Regions from separate parts of the Sus scrofa genome. Here regions 1 and 3 are each linked to region 2. A link is a contact called in public Hi-C and HiChIP or PLAC-seq data. All regions are on one chromosome and are shown on one strand. Each heading gives the region's core, a stretch centred on a gene start, on an enhancer-like site or on the middle of the called end of the contact. The rest is flanking DNA. Distances are from core to core; before and after follow the strand shown.

Region 1 (3,600 bases), core at 756-3,255, 180 kb before region 2:
CCCTTTCTCTCAAGTAGCTCACTGTCCTGGGCCAGCTTTCAGGGTTGAGACAGCAAGCAACCCCTTCTCCATTTTGCCAGAAAGGCCATTTACTCAGTAGACCATCGGTACTGGCCCCTCGGGCCCTCCTCACGTGTCTGAGGCTCAGAGCAGCCAGGCACCATCCCACAACCATCTCAACAACTGTACGGACGGGCAGGCCACCCGAGCCTCCAGCCACACACCCTCTCCCACCCTCTGATCTGTGGTATCCTCGACACCAGGTGCCTCCAATGAGGGGCGAAGGGCCTGCCACCAAAGGGAGGCACCTGTTACATGCAAGGACCCCCAGGGCCACAGGCAGGGGGGCGTACCTTTAGAAATCTCCCCGTTCTCGCTGAGGCCCCCACAGAGCGAGAGGGTGACGTCGGGCAGGTCCATGGCGGAATCCGACAGGCACTCGGTGCCGCTATCAGCAGCTGCACTGCCCACCGACTGTGGGGACTGGGAGCCGGAGAAGGTGTCAGACTCGGGCCACTGCCGGGAGCCAGGCTCCGACTCACTGCGGGAGAAAGGACTCACCTTAATATGGCTCCTTGCGGCCAGGCTTCCTAACTGCACAGCCCTTGGGGAGCCTGAACTAGCTTGAAAAAGGGGCAGGCCGACCTGCCCTGGGACATGGATTCACTTAGGTGGTGCTGAGAATCACGTCACGAATGACATTAAAAATGGCCTAATGCCATTATTGAGGAATTAACTGAATACAGTAAATACGGCACAAAAAAAATCACCACCCTCATTCACAATAATGCAAACTTTTCAATGATAGCCTTTCTTATTTAAATTAAAGGGGGCAAAAGAATTATAAGCACTTATTTGTATTTCCATGATGAAAATGACAGAGTAATTAAGAAAAACATGATGTTCAGAAACCTTTTGATCCTAACTTCCCAGAAAAGACCATGTGGTACTATATACACATCCTGTAGAAAATTACTTTAGTCCAAAGTTGTATCATTTTTAAAACAAGGCTTTTCTGAATTCATCCGACTGCAAAATAGAACAAAGAAATAAACCAAGTGAAAATTCTCAGGAGGCTAGATAAAGCTCAAAAAAGAAGTGTACAAAAAAGTAGAATAAACTGCCCTTATATTAGTGAGGGGCAGAACTAAGTTGAGGTTATTCAGTATTTCCACTTTTCTAGATGAGGCATAGAAGCCAGGTTTTAGAAGCTGATCCTAAAAACAAACGTTTCTGGGAGTTCCCGTCGTGGCACAGCGGAAATGAATCTGACTAGGAACCTTGAGGTTGTGGGTTTGATCCCTGGCCTCACTTGGTGGGTTACGGATCCAGCGTTGCTGTGAGCTGTGGTGTAGGTCGCAGACATGGCTCAGATCTGGCGTTGCTGTGGCTGTGGCGTAGGCCAGCAGCTGTGGCTCCAATTGGACCCCTAGCCTGGGAATCTCCATATGCCGTGGCTGGGGCCAAGACCAAAGTAAATAAATAAATTAATTAAAAAAACCTTTCTGTAATGGACCATAAATCTGAGAGAAAAAGAATAAGGAAATGGAAACTTAAGTCTTTTAGCCATGAACGCTCACTGCTCTATACCTTTTGAATGGATATTTAATGTTGCATTGAAATACTGTTCTAGAACTTTCAAATTCATTTTTTTTTTTTTCTTTTTGGGGCCGCACCTGCAGCATATGCAAGTTCCTGGGCTAGGGGTCAAATCAGAGTTGTAGCTGCTGGCCTATACCTCAGCCACAGCAATGTGGGATCTGAGCAACATCTGAGACCTACTCCTCAGCTCATGGCAACACCGGATATTTAACCCACTAAGCGAGGCCAGGGATTGAACCCATATCCTCATGGATACTACTTGGGTTCTTAACCCACTGAGCCACAACGGGAACTCCCCAAATTCTATTCTTTTATTAAAAAAGCCAGCATATTACGGTAGGCCATCCAGTGAAGTCATGTGATCTTCAGAGAAAACTAATTTGAGCAGTAGGTGGCAGCAGAGTACAGACATGTCACAGAAAGCAGTTTCAAACTCTATTATGTTTTGCATTTTAGCTAACTTTTAAGAAAGGATCTGGGGTTTTGGAAATTCTCTTAGGAGCAATACACACCCATAGCACAATACTGAGATTAATCGGATCAACCAAATGGACTCCTTACTGGAAATGGTGAAAAAGCCAAAACCACATAAAACAGCAAAACCTGCCTTCTCTGGTGGGGTCCAGGGGCAAGGCCCACCCCTGGATGTAAGACAAATATCCATGTCCTCATTTTCCTGGGGAGATAGCGAGGTCCCCCTGTAGTCAGGTATGGCCACGTGATCAGATGATGGAGCTGTCCACGTAGACAGAAGGCTTGTGCTGAGTCCTTCCTAAGGCTGGCCCCTGAAGCTGCCCTTGTGATCCCCTGCTTTTCCCGTCCGGGCCCTAAGGGGACGGGGAGCCTCAAGATGGAAGCAGCTTGTGATCCTGAACCCCTGTATCCAAGGCCTCCCACCAATACCAGCTCTGGATCGTCATCACTAGAACATGTGGTCCAGCCTACTGTGGTCTAGCCCCGAGGTCTTGGGTTTATCAGTTAGATCAGCTGGTGTTACTGGAGCCAATGGTGAGTACATGGAGGACGAAGTAGGTCACCAAACCCATGAGGGATGTGACTTAGGGGCAAGCTTAGTGATAATTACAGATACAGGGTATTTCGTCAAATTGGCAATGAACACAATAAAACAAATGCTTATGAGCACTTCAACAGTCTGTCTCTAAATACTAATGACTGTCTCAAGAAACAAACAGTTCATGAGCTAAGAAGCCTGCCTGGTGAATGGCAATGGTTCCAATCACGTTATAACAGCACACAGAGGTCCCACAGCACTTAGTTATGTCACGCTCCCCATTTTTTAAAAAGGAAACTAGGAAATTTGTCTTAGGAATCCCAGTGTATAAAAATGATTAAGGACTGGGAAATCTCAAAGTGATACTTTTAAGAGAGCTTACATTTTTAACTTTCTTATTGGGGATAAAAGAGACTAGTTTCATTTCTTTCGCCTTAAAAATCCAACTACTGGAGTTTCTGTTATGGCTCAGTGGTAACGAACCTGACTAGTATTCATGAGGATGCAGGTTTGATCCCTCACCTCGCTCAGTGGGTTAAGGATCTGGCGTTGACACAAGCTGCAGTGTGGGTTGCAGATGCAGCTCGGATCTGGCATTGCTGTGGCTGTGGCGTAGGCAGGCAGCTGTAGCTCCGATTTGACCCCTAGCCTGGGAACTTCCATGTGCTATAGGTACAGCCATAAAAAGACAAAAATCAAAAAAACAAACCAACCCTCAACTATTACTTTAAATGAAGTGTATCTATCTGGAGACAAATATAGAGCAGAAACCTAGGAAGGAGTTTTAAAAATTTCAAAAATACTGGTAAAAACATTAAGTATCTTCATATCAATTCCACCTTTCTATTTTAAATAAAAACTTAAAATATACTTTTCAATAATTTACTTAAAAGTGTCTAAGTATGCGTGCCTATGGCTCAGTATGTTCAAGCCATACTTCTCATGGAGAAGTGAATTGTTTTTTGTATTATAATGGAATTTCCCTG
Region 2 (3,169 bases), core at 531-3,030:
TTTTTTTTTGCTGATCAAACTTTCACTCACCTGTGGAAATTATGGTTTTTCAATAAAGAAAGAGAAGGTGGGGTGGTAGAAAGAAATTCACTAGATATGCAGTAACATTAAAAAGAATTTTCTGAATATTTCTTTGGGGTTATCAGAGATAAAGAAACTATCTTATTCAAAAAGATTCTCAGAATAGTAAAGATTTTTAAAAGTAAAATACACTTTTCTCTCTTCTATCACCAACCTCATTCATTCTTTACATTTAAAAAAAGCTCTCTCTTTCAGAGTAATGTTAAATATGAACTCTCAAATAAATGCCACAGCTCATCTTGAGTTGAAGAGGTAAACAAAGGTGTCAAAATAGACGAAGTTACAGAAATTAGGAGTGGGCAGATGTAGGGGGTGGGTGAGAGGTATGTTATGTCAGTATATGCTTATCATTTCATTTTTATTCAGTAAGAAAAAAACATTATCTCTAAGAATATATTAAGCCACAAGTACCAAATACCCTAATCAGAAAATCCTGATTACTGAAAGTTGGTCTTTCTAGTCTAATTCTGATTAGATAATTAGCCTTCCTGATAGCCTTTTTTTTTTTTTTTTTTTTTTTTTTGTCTTTTTGTCTTTTTGCCTTTTCTAGGGCTGCTCCCTCGGCATATGGAGGTTCCCAGGCTAGGGGTCCAATCAGAGCTGTAGCCACTGGCCTACGCCAGAGCCACAGCAACACAGGATCTGAGCTGCGTCTGCAACCTACACCACAGCTCATGGCAATGCCAGATCCTTAACCCACTGAGAGGGGCCAGGGATCAAACCCGCAACCTCATGATTCCTAGTTGGATGTGTTTCCACTGCGCCACAACAGGAACTCCTGCTCTCATCTCTTAACTGTCAGCAAAATTAGGCCAAAAGTACATCTGCCTGACAAACCAAAAAGGACTCTACAACCAAATTACTTTATTCTATGAATACTTTACACCACGAATGATATATGAAAGCCAAACCCATATAAAATTACTTTTACAACTCATGAAAAAAAGTATCACAAATGGATAACTGAAAACACATAAAATTAAGAACGAACACTGATGAAAGTGAACACAGATGGAAGAATGTGATCTCGACAATGAGCGGTGAGGACGCTGATGGAAACAGATGGAACACTTTTACTGTTTTGACTCTCACCTAGATCCTTCTTCTTTTTCAGAGGGTCAGACTTACTTTTCCCCTTAACAGCTGCCTTCTGTGGTGGTGGGGAAAGCTCTTCCTGAACTGTTTCACTTACTTTCCTCACTTCCGTTTGGCCCAGGTTGTGAGAGCTACTGGGTAGTGAAGCTTTGTTAAGTTTGCTACCAAGCAAAGCATCTTTCTTAAAGGTTGGCTGGGAGGTGTCATGCATGCCTCCCCTGAAGTCTGTTAGTCCTCCAGGTGTATCACTCAGTTCAGGCCACACAGCTGGAGACACTGCGCCCCCTACAATTGCCAGATAACAACAGAAACACTTTGAGCCTGGACACACTACAAGTTGCTCTTATGTAGTAGAACGAAAGAGAAAAACATTAGGACCACAAATAGAACAAAGACAGTCTTGGTTGAATAGAAAGCACTTGGACTTACAAGAAATATGGAAAGCATGCATTTCACATAACTTACACCAAGGGAACATTTCAACTTCTCCATATTTTGGAAAAAGAAGAAATGAGAACAAAAAACCACAGACAAAACAGGAAACATGTCGATTTGCAGGACTCCAGTATATATAAGAAAAAGCACTTCTCAGACATTTCTTGAGAGATAGAAGCTCTATTACTCAACAGAATGGGCCGGGAGAAAACCCATAAAGTACACAGAAGGCAAACATTAAACATCTTGATTATATAACAATTAGAGTTATGTACCTTACTGATATATTAACGGTCTGTACCTCCCAACCTCAAAGAAACATGCTATGTCCTTATAATATGAATACATTATAAGGCGTGTTAAAAAATAATATAGAATGCTAACTAAAGACAAACAATATTAAATAATTTTCTCTTTAAATGTGCTATTATATCACAGATATCATTTTTATTGCTCAGAACTACCTGGTCCCGTCCCCACCTTAAGATTGGGAGGTACACCACTGCGCATACACATCATTACTTTACATTACGGGTTGGTTACTTTGCCAGCAGGGATGAAACATATGATTAAGCAACCACACGTGTCTCGCATGAATTTTAGCAGCGTTTATAAAAAGCAGGTTAATGTGCTGTTACTGAAGACAAGCCAGGCCTGCTGCAGATGAAATGGCTTTTAGGTATGAGATGATCGGTGTTATGGGGGAGGTACCACCTCATGGAATTGGATGGTCCTTCATATTCCCGGGATGAGGACGAAGTTAGAATGGAATTTCACAGTGGGCAATATCTGAGGAAATGTGGACTTGTGGAGATGAAAAGGCTACAGATGCATGGAGTCTGGGTAAGTGATGAAGATCTGTAAGATGACAGCTATGAAGGTTAGAGGTCACCTGGAGTCAGAGACAGTGATCACCTGAGGGTGGAATCATCAAGCAGCATGAGAAGCTTTACACAGTTTCTGGAGAGGATGGGATTTTCCTTTGTCACTCAGAAACATTCATTCCCCCCCCCCCGCCCCTGCAAAGTTATGCATGAAGAACTTACCAATAGCAGCTTTTACTTCGATTGCTTCTGAATCCTGCGAATATTCACTAAGTCCAGCTGCATTAACTGCTCTGACCCGGAAAATATAACTCTGACCAGTAGTCAATCCATGACAAGTGAATCTGAAAGGAAAATTAGGAAGGATGATTGTTAGCTTAACAGAATGATCTGACTTTATGAAAATGAGTTGTTTTTTTAAAAGGAAGAAAAAGATATAGAGAGATCCAGGTAACATTCACATGTTAGACAAGAAGGCAGCTCAGACAATTTTCCAGACTCACTCTGTCAAACAATGACGAGTCCTAGTTTTCCCTGAATAAACACCCTATCCTTTTTGAGCTTCTGTGTTCTTATCAGTAAAATGGGGCTAATAATGCCTACACAGTAATGTAATAATGCTACATAATAATGTAATATGTAATAATTACATAACAATGTAATATAACAATGTAATAATGCACAAAATAATGCCTACATAATAATGCCTACATAGAAATTTTTGTGTGAAGATT
Region 3 (3,448 bases), core at 92-2,591, 200 kb before region 2:
TGTCTAACCCAGCCCTTCCCATCAGAGTCCTGAAGACAGTGAAGACCTAATGCCTTTCTATTGTGTGGTGTGAGTTAACTGATCTTCGGTGCATCTGAAATAGTAATAGCTCTGTACCATCCCTGGGAGAATTGAAAAAGGGACCACTTCATTCAGATCACTTTCTTTCAGGCTTAATTCTCTCCTGGAGTACTGGTCAGGAAAGGCTGTTTGGGAAATAGCCTTCCTTTGTGGGTAGAGGTGGCTGGCAGCCTAGCTCTGTGGGTGGAAGAGGAACATGTGTCTGATGTGCCATAATTACCTTGGCGAGTTTTTAAACAAAGCTAGACAGTGAGCCAACAGGCATTTGATTGGCAGCTTGGTTATAATTTGGTAGCGTTGGAGCCTGGGCCACTGCAGGCACCACGCAGCTTGAGGAGGTGGGTGGGGTTTGGCTTGTGCGGGTGGGATCATGGCCAGTCCTGCTTATTTTCAGATGTCTTGCAGGCCTCCAGGAAGGGCTTCCTGGAAGACTGGTTCCAGGAAAGTATTCAGAGGAAAGGGTGGCAGCTTCCTGGCTGTGTCACAGCGCCATCCTGAGAGGGCAGGGAAATGTGACTCAGGAGTTTCCTTCAGCAGAAACTCCAGCAATTGGTCATCCTGAGGCTGTGGTGAGAGGCCCAAGGCGTTGGGGTGACCACGGGGCCATCTGCTGCAGAGGCAGCCACACCTTCATGTCTGCCTGGGTCACCTAGTGTCTGCCCAAGGCAGGCCCTCGGCCTGTGAAGCCTCCACAGTGACCGTTGAGACCAGCTTGTTTGGGAGAATGTAAGGTCATAGGTGGCAACAGGCAGATCCCATCTAGGGGACTGTCATCTAGACAAATCGGGGTGTTTGGTTGCTGAAGCCAAGCGTGGTCCTGCCTGGAGCCTGTGACCATCACGGAGAGAGGCTGAAAGCCCGAGGTGGGCCGTCCACACGCTGTGGTGGCTGCGCCTGTGCTCACTGCTGGCACCAGCCAGTGACTTCGTGGATGCCTCGGGGCAGCCCTCCCAGCGCACACCTTTCGGGGAGCCTCTCAGAGGGGCCGGAGGCTGAGCTGCGGAGCCTGCCTTTTTTAACCCTGTGTATTTCTTTCTACTTTGCGAAGGCTCAGCGGAGGAGTCCTCGGAAGCGCCCCCTCCTCCGCCCCGAGGGACCCCGCCCCCAGCGGCACCTAGCGACCCTTCTCCAGCACTGCCACCACCGCAGCCCAGCCCGCCGCCGCCTCGCGAGGACCCAGGAAGGCCGCACACGGGCCAGCGGCCGGTCCTGCCCCGGAGACCCACCCAGCCGCCGCCCTCGAGGGCGTGGCCCGGCTGGATGGGGCTGCCCTTCCTGCCCGGCTCCACCGGAGTCATCACGGAGACCGGGGAGGCCGGGCCTCCGGGCAGGGTGGGCGTGTCGGGGAGGGGGCTGCCCCAGGGCGCCGACGGCCACACCCAGCCCGGGCTCGTCCCCAGCGCTGAAGGCTATGCCGGAGCTCCAGGTAAGGCTGCCTGGGCCCTGGGAGCTGCTGCGGGGTCTCTGTGGTCACAGGTCCAGCCTTCAGGGCACGAAGTCCAAAACAGCTGTCTGCAGGTGTGGCAGGACCCTGCAGTAACACCTTATACTTTAAATGGATTTGCCCCCGGGGGTTGTGGTACCTGGACCCACACAGGTAGCTGGTTCATCTTCCCAGCAGGGAGCTACCAGGAGGTTTCAGGGTAGCAGAGACAAGCACACGAGTGGGTAGGCTGGAAGCTTGCGCTCCAATCCCACCTCTGTCAGGACAAGGCTCAGCGTTAATGTTCAGTGCTTGGCTGGTTCAGTGCTTGGCTAGGAGGTGCTCTGTGTGAGCTGTGCATGTCAGCACCTGGTGGAGAGGTAAAGGCAAGAGTGAGAAGGAAAAGGGAGGAGCATTTAGGGGACACCCACTGTGTGCCAGGGCCTGAGCTATGACAGCACTGTGAAGGTGACATTCTACGGATAGATGAGGAAACTGAGGCTCTGGGCTATGACATGTAAACAAGTGGTGCCGTGTGGGGTAGCTGTCACAGGATGGTACAAACCAATTGCCTGAGTTAAACCAAGCTGCCAGGTGGAGGCACCCTGCCATGGCAGGGCCAGCCCGCCTGATTGAAGCACCGGGGCTGCCACCCCAAGCGTCACTGATCACAACTCTGACTCAGGCAGGTGTGTTGCCTTTTCTAGGATGAGTTTTCCTTCTCTCAGTTCCATGTATCATGGATGCTTATATTTGTTAATTTCTACATCTGTCCTTCCATCCATTGCATCCAGTCTAGCTGGGGGCAGAGCCAGTGAACAGCCAATGCTCCTGGAGGGCAAGCGTGGGAGGCGACACGTGTCTGTCTGTAGCCTTCTCCCTGGCTTGTGTCCCTGCGCAGGGAGAAGCACGCTGCCTCTGTTTCTGCGAAGGCGGCTTGGAGAGGGTGCTCTGAATGTTTCCTTAAACCGTGTAAGGAACAGGGAGACAAGGAGGGGCTCAGAAAAATGAGGTGCTCTTCAGGGTTTTGACATTGCATCTGCATTTTGTTTTTCAGGGTACCCCAAGTCACCACCTGTAGCCTCCCCAGGTATGTCAGCCAGGAGACCGGGGCGGGGTGGAGGGGGACAAGAGGCTGAGGCCAGTTGTCCTTGGCAGCCCAACTCCCTCCCCTGCAGTCCTGCTACCTCCGGACCCCCAGAACCAGGACCCCCAGGACCCTAGTCAGGGCCATCAGCACAGGTGGAGCCCGATGCCAGCTGCAGGACAGGGCCTCTGCAGACTGAGCCCCACAAAGCCTGCTCCCCAGGGAGAGTCAGAGTTAGGCCCCAGACCAGGAACGTCCCCTCATCTATTATCCCGGCTTGAGCTGGGAGGGGCCCTGACTAGGGTCCTGGGGGTCCAGGTTCTGCACTAATTGTCAGCAGCTTCTGAGATTATTCCTGTTGTCCACACCCTGCCCACCCTAGTTCCCTGACACCCCTCTACTCAGCCCCCCCCACTCCTACACACGTGTAAAACACACATGCGCAAAGGCCCCATCTTTGCAGTGTCCTGCACAGTCTCATGCACGTGCACTCCCAGTAATTTCCTGTGTCTCTGCTGAGGATGCCGTGGCACCGGGTGTGAGGGGGTGTGTCTGCTTTGAGGCTGGAAGAGAGGTGGGGGCTGCCCCTGGGGACAGCATGTGGGCCTCGGCTCGGGTCCTGACTGCCTGTGCTCCTCTCCCGCCCAGGGGTTCCGGTCCCGTCTCTGGTGTCCTTCTCGGCGGGGCTCACCCAGAAGCCTTTCCCCAGTGATGGGGGCGTCGTCCTCTTTAACAAAGTGCTGGTGAACGACGGGGACGTGTACGACCCCAGCACTGGTGAGTCCTTGCCCACACCACGCTAGCGGCACTTGGGAGGAGGTGGTGGCCAGGACCGGCCCAGGGGCCTGCGCTGGGGC

The links. Hi-C and Micro-C count contacts between places; a contact is called where the count stands out from the background. HiChIP or PLAC-seq counts read pairs in DNA pulled down with a chosen protein or histone mark.
Region 1: a Hi-C map of alveolar macrophages shows a contact between it and region 2, with 2.8 times the contacts expected there. The contact joins two enhancer-like sites. A contact is called at or near these places in 2 of 5 promoter capture datasets (fetal liver and liver), 17 of 47 Hi-C or Micro-C datasets (alveolar macrophages, blood, embryonic fibroblasts and 7 more) and 2 of 2 datasets of contacts at active chromatin or transcription factors (alveolar macrophages and skeletal muscle).
Region 3: an H3K27ac HiChIP or PLAC-seq map of alveolar macrophages shows a contact between it and region 2. The contact joins two enhancer-like sites. A contact is called at or near these places in 1 of 47 Hi-C or Micro-C datasets (undifferentiated spermatogonia) and 1 of 2 datasets of contacts at active chromatin or transcription factors (alveolar macrophages).

What each region holds. Positions count from the first base shown.
Region 1 is chr6:103,712,231-103,715,830 of Sscrofa11.1, reverse strand. LPIN2 (lipin 2) reads right to left here. Exons shown (of 19, transcript NM_001141987.1): 8 at 354-541. Among named protein-coding and RNA genes, the nearest start is that of LPIN2, 26 kb to the right of the region's middle. Within about 2 kb of position 2,005, at least 14 of the 83 cell types and tissues checked have an H3K27ac peak or open chromatin away from gene starts, as enhancers often do. A contact at or near this core is called in alveolar macrophages, where this site is marked.
Region 2 is chr6:103,532,327-103,535,495 of Sscrofa11.1, reverse strand. MYOM1 (myomesin-1) reads right to left here. Exons shown (of 37, transcript XM_005665300.3): 17 at 2,658-2,779. Among named protein-coding and RNA genes, the nearest start is that of MYOM1, 83 kb to the right of the region's middle. Within about 2 kb of position 1,780, at least 5 of the 83 cell types and tissues checked have an H3K27ac peak or open chromatin away from gene starts, as enhancers often do. A contact at or near this core is called in alveolar macrophages, where this site is marked.
Region 3 is chr6:103,733,219-103,736,666 of Sscrofa11.1, reverse strand. It overlaps EMILIN2 (EMILIN-2), which reads left to right. Exons shown (of 8, transcript XM_021096135.1): 5 at 1,130-1,507; 6 at 2,562-2,594; 7 at 3,240-3,368. Among named protein-coding and RNA genes, the nearest start is that of LPIN2, 47 kb to the right of the region's middle. Within about 2 kb of position 1,341, at least 44 of the 83 cell types and tissues checked have an H3K27ac peak or open chromatin away from gene starts, as enhancers often do. A contact at or near this core is called in alveolar macrophages, where this site is marked.